3 separate regions of the Sus scrofa genome follow, and regions 1 and 2 are each linked to region 3. Evidence: chromatin contacts called from public Hi-C and promoter capture Hi-C data. All regions are on one chromosome and are shown on one strand. The core of a region is the stretch at or near the end of the contact, and the rest is flanking DNA. Distances in the headings are between cores, read along the strand shown.

What was found. Promoter capture Hi-C pulls out the DNA fragments that hold promoters and counts their contacts. Hi-C and Micro-C count contacts between places; a contact is called where the count stands out from the background.
Region 1: a promoter capture Hi-C map of liver shows a contact between it and region 3, with 2.5 times the contacts expected there. The contact joins the promoter of SFXN1 here to the promoter of SIMC1 in region 3. A contact is called at or near these places in 1 of 5 promoter capture datasets (liver) and 1 of 47 Hi-C or Micro-C datasets (liver).
Region 2: a contact with region 3 is called in a Hi-C map of embryonic fibroblasts, with 1.8 times the contacts expected there. The contact joins the promoter of GPRIN1 here to the promoter of SIMC1 in region 3. A contact is called at or near these places in 4 of 47 Hi-C or Micro-C datasets (embryonic fibroblasts, mesenteric adipose tissue, omental adipose tissue and 1 more).

What each region holds. Positions count from the first base shown.
Region 1 is chr2:82,056,273-82,060,088 of Sscrofa11.1, reverse strand. SFXN1 (sideroflexin 1) reads left to right here and starts at 2,532. Exons shown (of 11, transcript NM_001098602.2): 1 at 2,532-2,583.
Region 2 is chr2:81,304,943-81,309,125 of Sscrofa11.1, reverse strand. It overlaps GPRIN1 (G protein-regulated inducer of neurite outgrowth 1), which reads right to left and starts at 1,394. Exons shown (of 3, transcript XM_021084418.1): 1 at 784-1,394. All of the region lies in intron 3 of LOC106509472 (a long non-coding RNA gene), which reads left to right.
Region 3 is chr2:81,610,998-81,615,122 of Sscrofa11.1, reverse strand. SIMC1 (SUMO-interacting motif-containing protein 1) reads left to right here and starts at 1,421. Exons shown (of 10, transcript XM_005661476.3): 1 at 1,421-1,694. The coding sequence starts at 1,566.

The DNA of each region.
Region 1 (3,816 bases), core at 1,283-3,782, 440 kb before region 3:
GGAGACGATGATCTCAAAGCCCTGCTCTGACCACACCGGAAGCTGGTCAGTCAACGCACGGCTGAAGCTTGAGGAATCAGCAGCCTGTGAGCCCAAATGGAAGGAGGGTTTCAAAATAAGCATTCACATTGATGGAAGAGGGCTTGACCCTGCAGCTGTGCTACATTTCCAGAGAATCACGTTTGCGCTCCAAGCTGCCTCTCACAGTGTCTTTCATTCCTTTTATGAAGAGATAAAAAACACCCCACCTCCCATTCCGGCCACAACTAAGAACTTGTTCTTAGCCCTGGCAGAAACTATTGCACAAACTCTCAAGGTCTCCTCTTGTTATGCAAGCGGGGGAACGAACACAGGAGACCACTGGCCTTGGCAAGCCAGAGAACTGGACCCATTAGAGCCTCATAATGAGACTGCATACCCCCAACTCACCAATGGGGTATGACTCCTCAGAACTGCTATTATAGGGAGAAATTGTCTTGCGAGGCGGGGAGGACGGTTTAATGTTTCAGTTGGAAGCCTAACATGTTTAGGCCTAAGGTATTATAATCTGACTGCCCAAAAGACTCAATGGTGGTCAGCCTCCAATCGCTCAGAGCCCAAGCTTAATCCCTTGTCTAACTTTTCCCTCCTTCGACAAACATGGGAAGATATCAGTACTAATATCCAGTGGCGGGCACCAAAGGGATTATATTGGATTTGTGGAAAAATGGCCTATTCCATACTCCCCCCCAAATTGGACTGGGACATGTGTACTGGGAACAATCAGACCTTCCTTCTTCCTGCTCCCGCTGTCACTAGGGGAGCAACTGGGAGTTCCTATACATAGGGCACAGGGTGCCCAGAGAGACCGGAGGGCTCTCCAAATTGGAGACCGGAAAGATGATAAATGGCCCCCAGAATGGATAATTCAATATTATGGACCTGCCACCTGGGCAGAGGATGGCTCTTGGGGATATCGCACCCCTATCTATATGCTGAACCGTATCATCAGACTACAGGCGGTTTTGGAACTTATAACAAATGACACTGCAAGGGCCTTGACTATATTGGCCCAACAACAAACTAAAATGCGCAGTGCAATCTACCAAAATCGCTTGGCCTTGGATTATTTACTTGCTTCTAAAGGAGGGGTTTGTGGAAAATTTAACTTAAGTAATTGCTGTCTACAAAGAGATGACACTGAAAAGGTGGTAGAAGAAATTGCTGATCGCATGACTAAACTAGCCCATGTACCTGTACAAACTTGGAAAGGATGGGATACAGACAGTGTCTTTGGTAAATGGTTCTCTTGGTTGGGAGAAATTAAGACAATGGTCGGAATAATTATGGTTATACTCGCAGGGTGCCTACTTGTTCCCTGCCTTGTACCTCTCCTGATAAATATTATAAAAGGTTTTTATAAAAAAACATGGTTGAAAGAAAAACAGCCTCCCACCTGCTACTTATTAGAGGCTACCAAAGGGTTATGACTGGTGATGATCTGTAAAGGGGTGCAGATGCACCCTGAACATCAAGAGGGGGGAATGAAATGGAGTTTTAACTAAAGAACAACCCCCCACCCCCACCCCTTGGCTAAGAAGGCAGCTGCAAGCCTTTCCAGCTGTGCTAATCCCTATGCCACCCTTCTTGTAATAATGTAACAACTGTGTGCTCTCTGTCCAAGCCAGCAGCCCTGCTAATCAGGTACCCAGTATTGCTTATCAGTTCTGCTCTGTAACCTTGCTTGCTCAGTTTCTTAGGGAGGAACACTGCTTGGGGATTGGGGAGGTCCGGGATGCTTACCTGGGAAAATCAAGACCTTGTAGTGTATAAAAGTTACTGAGAACAAAGACCTGGCGCTCAGACTCTGGAGGTGACTCCTCTGAGCCCGCACCGGTGCTGAATAAACCTTGCTTTTCCATATCTCCGAGTGCTGTTTGTCTCCTTCCGTTGCCACAGTTTTTGCGGTTTCCGCAACAATCTCTCCGCTGGTTAACCATGGTGGCAGCCTTCGTTCTGGCCTTTCTGCCTCAGCATCTCCTTCTCTACAGCCTATTCACACAGCAGTCAGCTTGATTTTTAAAGACACGAATCAGGTCGTGGCCCTTGTATTACCTAAAATCGCCTTGTAGCCCCAGTGGTGCCAAATTCCACACTTTGGGAAACAATGGTTTAAATGAGTGAGTGAGTGAGTGGATGCTGACTAGGAACAGAGAAATGGTCAAGTAAGAAGTCATCCCTAGGGAAAACCAAAATGGAAAACACGGCACTGGCCTCAGCAGAGACCTATACCACGGTGAGGATGAACTTGAGGTTCACGATGGAGCCAGAGGCTAAAGCACGGGCACTGGCCATCGCGCCTGAACCGGGAGGATACCGCGCGCAGGGCGCAGCGACCGGGAGGGCGAGTCCAGGGCCGCCTGCGCGCGTCCGCAGCCCGGCCCAGCCCGACCGCGTGGCTCCGCACGGGGACGCGCTCCGAGGGCGCGCTCCGGGCGGCGGCGGCGCGCGGGGCAGCCGTGGCGGGAGAAACGCTTCCGGTGGCGGAGGAGGCGGCGCCGAGCAGGTCCTGCAAGCGGCGCGAGTGGTGGCCCGCCGGGAGCGGTGAGTCGCGAGCGATCGGCCCGAATGCAGTGAGTGGGAGACGCGCCGGGAGCCTGGCAGAGGGACACGAGCTGGAGCGGGGGCGCGCGCCTGCGGAGTGGTTGCAGGGAGACCCCCGGGCTGAGAGGTCAGAAGCCCCCAAACCATAGCCGGGACTCCCCCGGCCAGGGGCGTCCCTGCACTTTGGGGACCCCTGCCATCCCGCTGCCTGAACTCCCCACCTCCAGCAGCCTGACCTACTCCGAGATCACCCTGAGCCCCCGCAGTGGAGTGGGTCACCCCTGATGGGAGGAGGCCCACCCATCCACTCCCGCAAGCGCCCTGCCACGCTGTCCCCACGGCCGCGTGACGAAACTCGCCGCGGGGGGACACCCAAGATGGCTGCCGCGGGGACAGGCCACGATGGGGACGGGCGCCAGCGATTGAGAAGTGGCCCAGTTGCACCGAACCCCTGCCCCTCAAGTTCCTAGCTTCCTGGCTTCTCTTCCTTGCGCAGAGCGGGGCTCCAGGGTCAGAGACCACCTGGCCCCTGCCCCAGAACTTGCAATATGGTAGGAAAGAAAGAGGCTGGTAATTGGAATAGTGGTCCTTCTGGGACCTTGCATTTTGTGCTGACCTCCTAAGCTTTCCCACATGTTACAGGTCGCTAACCTTCTCAGAATGACAGTAGCCGCAGTGTCTACTTAGTGTGGGCTGGTAATTCGGGTCTACCTACTTTACACTCATCCAGCCCCAGGAGGTACTTGGCTTTGCCTTCCTAATACAGATAAGGAAGCTGGGGCTCAGAGAGGTTGAGTAACCTGCCTTAAATCACACAGTTGGTCACCTATAATCTCAGCTTAAATATTACTTCCTCAAATATGCTCTCGCTTGGCTGCTTGTTTGAAATTGCTCCCTCATGCACACATTCTTTATTAGATTACTCCTGTGTTTTTTCTTTAAGAGCATTTGTCACCAGTTGAAATTAACTGTTGACTTGCTTCTTTGATTCTCTGTTTGTGATCATGGCCTCTGTTTTGCTTCTCTCACTGTTCCCTGCATCAGGTAGACCCTCACTGAGTGCCTGAATGAAAAAGCTTAGCACAAGTGACTTCAAAGCTAGGGCACTTAACCACTCCATGGGCCTTCTGAATTCCCCATGGCATTTTCTGGATACTTTTCTCAAAGTCGTAATCTCTATTCTCCCTCCTCTTCCAGATCTTGACTTGGGTGCCTCTAGCTTTGCTTGTCCTT
Region 2 (4,183 bases), core at 145-2,644, 310 kb after region 3:
GGTACATGAGAGGGAGACCGTGATGAGCTGGTGTGAACAGGCACACACGCAGGCCAGAGGAGGGTGGCTACGAGTGTGTTGTGATCAGGGAGTATTGCTGAATTGAGTGTGCTGTGATAGGCAGTGGTTGGGGTGAGTGCGCAGCTATGCCTGGGTGTGTATGGCAAGGTGTACTGGGTGGGTGCACAGGTGGCCTTGTGTATGAGTCTGATGGAATGATCAAGGGCCATAGTGTGCGTAGACCCGTGGCTTCAAGCGTTGAGTGTGCGACTGTGTGTGACGGAGCCCCAGAGTGTGTGCCACACTAGGCGTGCGACGGCGAGTGTGCTCAGTGGTGCCAGTAGAACCACTCTAGCGCCGAGCTGGCTCCAGGGGGAAAAAATGAATCAATGCGGGCGGACCCCCTCCCCGCGGTGGCGGGAAGCGCCACCTCCCGCACCGCGGTGCCAAACAAAGCGGCAGGCGGCGGAGAGGCCAGGCATGGGGCGGGGGTCCTACACACGGGTCAGGCTGACCAGCAGGGCCCCTCGGGTCCTTGGCTGGGACTGCGGACCCGCCCCCGCCCCGCCCCAGTCAGGCGCCTGGAAATAGACACCCGCCACCCTGGCGGAGCGCATACATTCACCCGGGCGCCCAGATATATACCACCGCGCACCGTACCCGAGCCCCGCCACCCAGGCCGCTCGAGGACCCTGGACAGCGTCTCTGGGGCTGCCGCGAGCGGAAGAAGGGGGTCGACACTGTCAGCCTAGAAGGGGCAGCAGGTGCGGGCGCGGCACTTACCCGGCTGTGCCGCCGCTTCGTCTCCTCCGCGCGCTGCGCTCCAGCTCCCGCCACCGCCGCCGCCGCCGCCGCCGCCGCCCGAGCGGCCTCGGCTGCCTCCGGCCGGGCTGGCGGGCGGACTCCGTGCAGCCGTCCTCCGAGCTAGCTCCGCTCTCCCGCCCTGCGCCCCGCCCCGGGCATGCGCGCTGGCCAACTCGCGGCCTCAGAACCGGGAGGGGGCGGTGCCGGTGGGGAAGCAGAGGCCTGAAGGAGGGAGGGGTGCCCCTTACCCGCCGCTCCTCACCGTGGCACCTGGACTCCTGGGTTCCCCGCCCTCCTCGAACCGGTTCCCATTTCACAGACTGGAGACTGAGGGGCGGAGAGGCTGCCCATTTGCTGCGCGCCTGTTGAGGGCGGGGCGCGCTGCCTCTTAGATCTCACACAATCTAACCCCGCGAACGCCCTCCGTTTTTTCACCTAGCAAGAAATTGGGGCCCAGAGAGGGGAAGCCACTTGTCTGAGGATACTCGGCTCCTGGATAGGGACTCCCGTCTGCGCGATCTCGGAGCTCCCCCTGCGCGGAATTTCCCGCCTCCGCCTTGGCCGCACTTCCGGCCTTCGCCCCCCACCTCCGCCCCGCCCCCTCCCCTTTGTCTCGCCGCCACCCACGCTCCCTCGAGTGGAAGGACTTGAGTGGCTGGGGGAGAAGGAGGGAGTGCCTTCGCCTTCCCGTTACCGGCCTCTCTAGCTCGGGTGCCCGCCCACCCTCTAGTCTGTGCAAGCTGGGTTCTCCTCCCCCTGGGTGCCTTCCAGCAAGTCTCTCGGAGACTTAATTTACCCGTCTACAGGATGGGACTAACATTTGTCACCTCGTGGTGAGTGGTCTTGGAAGGATGACGGAGCCTGAGGTAGATGTTCAGGGGCTTCCACAGCTGAATCTGAGTTCCCAAGGACGTGAGGACTTGCTGCCCACCCTGCCTCGACGTTTCTTAACAGAGAAATAGTCTCCTCCCCTTTGACTCCCCAGAGGAGGAAAAATAAGTTTGTAATTGCCAAGAGGTGCTAAAACCCCCTCACTTGTATGTGAAACCACCGACTAAAAATGGTAACAACTAACGTTAATATATATCGGGGCAGTGTTTTATGGTAAAGCAGCAAGTCAAGGTAAGAACTAACGTTACTTTAGTTTTGTTTAAGGTTTCATCTAATTTCCATTTCCAGTTACTTATACGCAAGTTAATACTAATGTATTATATCTCCATTTTCAGATGAGAAAACTGAGATATTAATAATAGGTCAATTGTCTGTGCTTACACAGCTCGTTAGTAGTGGGGCTAACTCCTGAAACCTCATACTTCATACTTACTTTCTATCCCTCTCACTTACCTGGTGAACCATAAGTCATCGTGATCATTTAGACAATTTAAAAAATCTAGATAGGGAGTTTCTGTCGTGCGGCAGTGGAAACGAATCCGACTAGGAACCATGAGGTTTCGGGTTCAATCCCTGGCCTCGCTCAGTGGGTTAAGGATCCAGCGTTGCTGTGACTGTGATGTAGGCCAGCAGCTACAGCTCCAATTAGACCCCTAGCTGGGAACCTCCATATGCCGCGAGTGCGGCCCTAAAAAGAAAAAAAAAAAAAATCTAGGTGGCAAATAGGAAAAAAAAAAAAAAATCTATCAGACTGACGTCTTTAGCCAGTTTTCCAGGGAAGCAAAAACTGGAGTACCGAACCCATCTTCAGCACCACGGACAACACCCATGCAAGGGCTGCTTTCTAATATTTCTGGCCCTGCAAATTGCTCTTTCATTGCCCACGGGGGTACTTCGATTCATAGTTTACACAGCCTCTTTACAGTCATCATTTCATTTTAGTTTCCCTACAGTCCTTCAAGGTGGATGGTATTGGCTCAATGATGCAGATGAAGACATCAAGGGTTGAGCAGGTTCACAAGATATGAAAAGTGGCAAGGAGCTACCTGTGATCTAAAAAGCTACTCCCCCCCTGCCCCTGGGGCAGAAGGAGTGTGGTTGGGAGCGGGACTAGGGCATGAGTGAGAAGGCCGTATCAGTTGTCCAGGTGAGAGAAAAATGTTACCTGAACCATTGGGATGGAGAGGGAGGGTCAGATTTGGTACCTATTTAGGGGTAAAGTCAACAAATCTTGGTCATGCGGTGGGATGTGAGAGTGAAAGCAGAGAGGATTCTGCTGCTTCTCTGAGATTCTGCCTTGAGGAGCCAAATGGATGGAGGACAGATGCGGATGAGCCTGGGGAAAGAAGGGAACAGTGACACTGAGACATATGAATCCAAAACAGAGTCTGAAGTGGCCAAGACTGGAGACAGACCAGGGAGCTGGTGATGGAAGTTACAAGAAGGGTGCTAGTGCAAGAGGGGAAAGTATAGACCAAATAGGGTGAGACAAGGGCCCCAGGCCCACCTCGAGGAACCAGCTGGGAAAAGGAATGAGAAGAAGTGACCTGAGAAGCCAGAAGACACCCAGGAGAGTGTGATGTCTCAGAAGCCACCGGGAGAGAACGTTCTAGAAGGAGGTCATGGTCAAGTGCATCAGGAAGACGAGATCTAGCCTGAGAGATGGCCTCTGGACTTGAAAAAAAGACAAGGGAAATTTGATGAAAGCACAGTCAGTGGAGTGGTGGGGTGGGCAGGGATTGATGAGTGAATGGGAGTAAGCAAGTACAGAGGGCAAGGAGATGAGTCTTTTAAAAGTTCAGGCTTGGAGGAAGAAAAGAGATCTGATCATCTCTACAGGGGCATAGGAGGAGACTTGGAGGCATTTAAATCCTGATGGGAGGGGGCCAGTAAAGAGGGAAAGGGAGATGCCAAGAAAGGAGATCAAAATGGATGGGCCCAGATGCTCAGTGTGGAAGGATAGGATGGCATCCAGCACCCTGGGGGCAGCTCACAGACCTTGAAATGAAGATTGAGGGAATGTGGTTTATTTGGGAGGTGCAGGGACACCAGCAGGGGAGTGGGAAGGTGACCCAGGAGGGGAAGGCATCCAATAAGAGGTGGTTATCAAGCCAGCTACCACAGTGGGTGAGTGAGGCTTAATTCTGCAGGCAGTCTTGGGAAATGGGGTAAATGCACATCTCAGAATTCCCCTGGCCGAGGGCACTGGAGCTGGTGTATTTATATCCCAGCACCTGGCAGACATTGGTGAAGAGCTGGCCCATGGGGTTGTGTGTTAATTCCCTGGCATTTCTAGCTCATAATGCATGTTGACAAAACGGGTTCCAGAGCCCAGGGACAGCTCTTTGACGAGGACACAGGTACTGGCTGTAAGGAGCCCTGCTGTTGCGCACAGAAATAAATGGTAATGTCATCTGAAGGGATGGGGTCAGAGCTCTGGTCATGTCTGCTCTGTGGGCACCGTCGGCCTCTTTTCATCTGCGCCCTT
Region 3 (4,125 bases), core at 172-2,671:
CACTTATGATGGAGCATGATAATGTGAGAAAGAAGAATGTATATATGTATGTGTGACTGGGTCACCTTGCTGTACAGTAGAAAATTGACAGAATACTGTAAACCATCTATAATGGGAAAAAAATCATTAAAAATAAATAAATAAATAAATAAAGGAGTTAGAGCAGCAAGTGTCAGCTGAGACTGAAAAGAAGTAGTAACAGAGGTAAAGAGTACCAGAAGCCTAGATAAGTTAAATAAGCTAAATGTTTAATCGCATTTGGTGAAGACAATGAATCTCTTCACCACAAAGATGGTTTCACACCATCAGAACATCCGAAACCAGTGGGCCACAGACCAGTGGTTTTCATTGCGTGGTCCTCAGAACAGCAGCATCCACATCACCTGGGCACTTGTTAGCAATGAAAACTGGGCAGCCTCACCTCATACCAACTGAGTCAGAATCCTGGGGTTGGGCGTGGCAATCTGTGTTTTAACAAGCCTCTGGGTGATTCTGATGCTTACTAAAGTCTGAGAATTGCTGCTCTAGGCAGTGCTAAAAGAGCACCTGATAACAATTGCTTAAGAAACCAATCCCCTTTGCATAAACACGTTTTCCTTTGGATCTCTTAATACGTTTCACCAAATTGCTAGAGCCTGAGCAGCAACATTCTGTGTCCACCCCACGTTTATTGTAACACAGATCCCATCTGGTCCTCTGACTACCTACCACTTCTCCCTCCACTGGGTATATCTTTTTTGCTCACTCCTAACATGTAATTATTTATGATGTTTGCTCCTTCATCGCTTCTCTCTGTGCATTTTTTCAATTTCTGATCCTGCTACCAACTGAACAAATCTCTAAATCTCACGGTTTAAATTTGTGAGCGACATAGATTGTTGGTGAAACCGCACTGGTACAACTTGGGGGAGTCATTTGGCATCATTTATTGAAACAACAGAAACATCGCCTTTGACCCAGTAATTAGACTTCCAAGAATTGATTCTACAGAGGTACCTGCACATGTGTACAAAGAAGTGAAGCCTCTCTCCCCACACTCGGCCAGAGGCCAGCTCAACCACTCTCAGTCGGTGGCAAGGCCACCCTTTACGCCGCCAGTCCGAGGCCAGGTCCTACCCGGAGGGCCTCTCTCCCGGGGTCTCAGTTCACACCTCACTTCCCACTTCAGTCAGCAGCTGGGGAAGTTCTCACAGCCTCACCGTTCCGCGCGACCGCCCCCAACACCGGGCCAAGCCGGCTGCGACTTGATTTTCTCTCTCTCTCTCCCTCTTTTTTTCTCCTGAGTAACGAAGGACGAGGGCCACCGCCAAGCCCCGTGACCGCGGCTCCGACCGAGCGGAAGGCTACCCGCAGCCAGGGGGAGGGGCTCCGACGGGGCGGGGCCTGGCCGACGGGGCGGGGCTCGGGGCGGGAAGGGGCGGGGCGCAGGGTGATGGCCCAGGTTGTCGCCGCCGCCGCCGCTGCCGCCGCCTCAGCCACAGGAACTGAAGTCGCCGCCGCTCCCTTAGCTGCCGCCTCCTGGGTCGCCGGCCGCCCGCGCGCTGGCTCGGCCGGGACCCGCAGCCATGGAGGACTTCATCGTGATCTCGGACGACAGCGGCTCCGAGAGCTCCGGGGGGAATCGCTCCGGCCGGGCACGGAGGCTCCGCCGGGCCCTGTCCCGGACCCCTGGCACGCTGCCCCGCCGTACCGTGGTGAGTGAGCGAGCCGCCTCTCGCCCAGCCCCGCCTGGGCTGGAGCGCCGCCCCTACTAGGGATACCCGCGGCCCGGCCTGCCGCCTCGGGCTGCCCCGCGGCCCGCCCCTGGGCGCCTCACAGCTGCAGCCGCTTCCCGCCTTGCCGCCTTCCCGGCGTGTCCCGCCCCGAGGAGCGCGTCGGGCCCGGGCCGGGGTAGCCAGGCCTCCCGCGCTCCGGGCTCAAGCCCGAGCAGGCTGAGGCTGGAGAGTGGGGGCCGAGCACATGGAAGAGGTCCTGGCGCGCCTGGTGGTGGGGGTGCTGGAGCCCACAGCGGGCGGAGGCCGGGCCGCAGGCTTCCCCGATCTTTGGCAGGACCGGTGGCTGGGGGTCCGTGGGGACGCGAGGTCCTGAACCTCGAGGCGGGGACGCGGGAGCGTGTAATTGTTTGGCTTGTGGTGGGTACAGATGTATGCAGGGGAGGTAACAGGAGCCCAGGCTCGGAGGGAGGGAAGCCAGGGCCTGGGCCAGATGGTGGCTGCGCTCCAGGGCCTGGCAGCGGAGTGAGGGGCCCGATTTTGGAGTTGTGCGGGGGGCGGGGGGGTGATTTATTTCGCTGAGCAAACATTCACCAAGCTCTAAAGGGAGGGAAACATCTCTCACGATTTCTTTTTCCTTCAGGCTCCTTAGTCTTTGTCCTTCCTGAGGTGGTGAATAAAACATCTATGTCCCTGCCTTTCTAGAATCCTCCACAGATATTTATTGAACCCCTACTTTGAGCCAGATGCCCTAGGAGCTCGGAATATGATGGAGAACACAGCATCCGTGGCTCCTGTCATAGAAGGTGATAATCAACAAGTGGCTATTGAGTACTCAAGGGATGGGAGACGGCGTTCTCTCAGGAGACTCAGCATCAGACTTCCAACAATCTTCCCAGCCGCCCAAAGCCACACCCCAGAAATAACAGAATTGTCACGCTGACGTCATTTGTAAAGGCCTTCCTTCATATGCAAATACACCGTCCATACTAATCTAGTTTCTGCTTCTCCAGTCCCCTTCCCACAGAGAGCCACTTCTGTGTCCCAGGTGTAGTTAGTGCTAAATCTAGGAGGTCACTGTAGAATGAATGGCATGCAGAACTAATTAACTTTCGGTGCTATGTTGCCATGGTTCAACCAAGAGGGATTCTCAATAAATTTGAATAAAGAATTTAGGTGAGATGGACAGACGAGAGATTTTCAAGGTAAAAGTGACCCAACATGGGAAGTGAAGGGATGTACCTACTGCTGTGACAGTATGGGGTACATACTAGATCCACACAAAAAAATTTGTTGGAAGAAAGAATGTTTGAAGGAATTTGAATGGGGGGGCATGGGGAGAGAGCAGTTCAGACAGATGTTTGATGGGTGAGCAAATACAATGGGTGTAGACTTGGGGTGGTGGGAATGCCAAGTTCAAGAGGACTTGAACTCTGGAGGAAAGTCATAAGAGGAGAGATTTGGTAATCTAAGTAGAAAGGAGCGTTGGAGACCTAATTGCGACTGAGATAATCAAGGAAAAGAATATAGGAAGGAAAAAATAACTGCAGAATAACTCCCAACTGCCTCTCCCAGTTCCTCTTCTTTCCTGTTCCTCCTCTCAGTCCCCCTTTAACTTTGTCCTTCCAGCCTGCTTCCATTCCTGCCAATCGATGTCCGTCTTCCCTCATCCTGGTCCAGCTTTCTTCTTCAAGTGCCCAGATGTGTATACTGTGATCCTTTATATACATACATGGGGCACTCTCAAACTGCCCCCCTCCCCATGAGCACCCAATCAAGCATTTTGATGCGGAGCTTTTTTTTTTTTTTTTTTTTTTTGTCTTTTTGCTATTTCTTTGGGCCGCTCCTGCGGCATATGGAGGTTCCCAGGCTAGAGGTCGAATCGGAGCTGTAGCCCCCGGCCTATGCCAGAGCCACAGCAACACAGGATCTGAGCCAAGTCTGCGACCTACACCACAGCTCACAGCAACGCCGGATCGTTAACCCACTGAGCAAGGCCAGGGATTGAACCCGCAACCTCATTGTTCCTAGTCGGATTCGTTAACCACTGTGCCACGACGGGAACTCCATGATGCAGAGCTTTTTGAGTTGAAGAGAAATGAAGGTTAATTGCCAGAGTAGTACTCAAAGTAAATCTGGCTTCTCCAGATATTTACTCCAGCTTTCAAAAAACTGCAGGCTGGTTCTCCTTTTACCTTCATTGCAAGTTAGATAATGGTGGTAGGATAACCACACAAAGATCAGAGGCAGTAAGAGACTTGCAAGGTTATAGAGCCTAAAGCGCCTTTGCCCAGGTTTTCCTCAAGGCCTGGAGGTCAGAGAAACCTCTGTTCAAATCAGGAAACTTCTCTCACCCCCCCGACCCCATAACAGCTGTGTGAGCTTTGGCAAGTTCTGTCATCTCTCTCAGCTT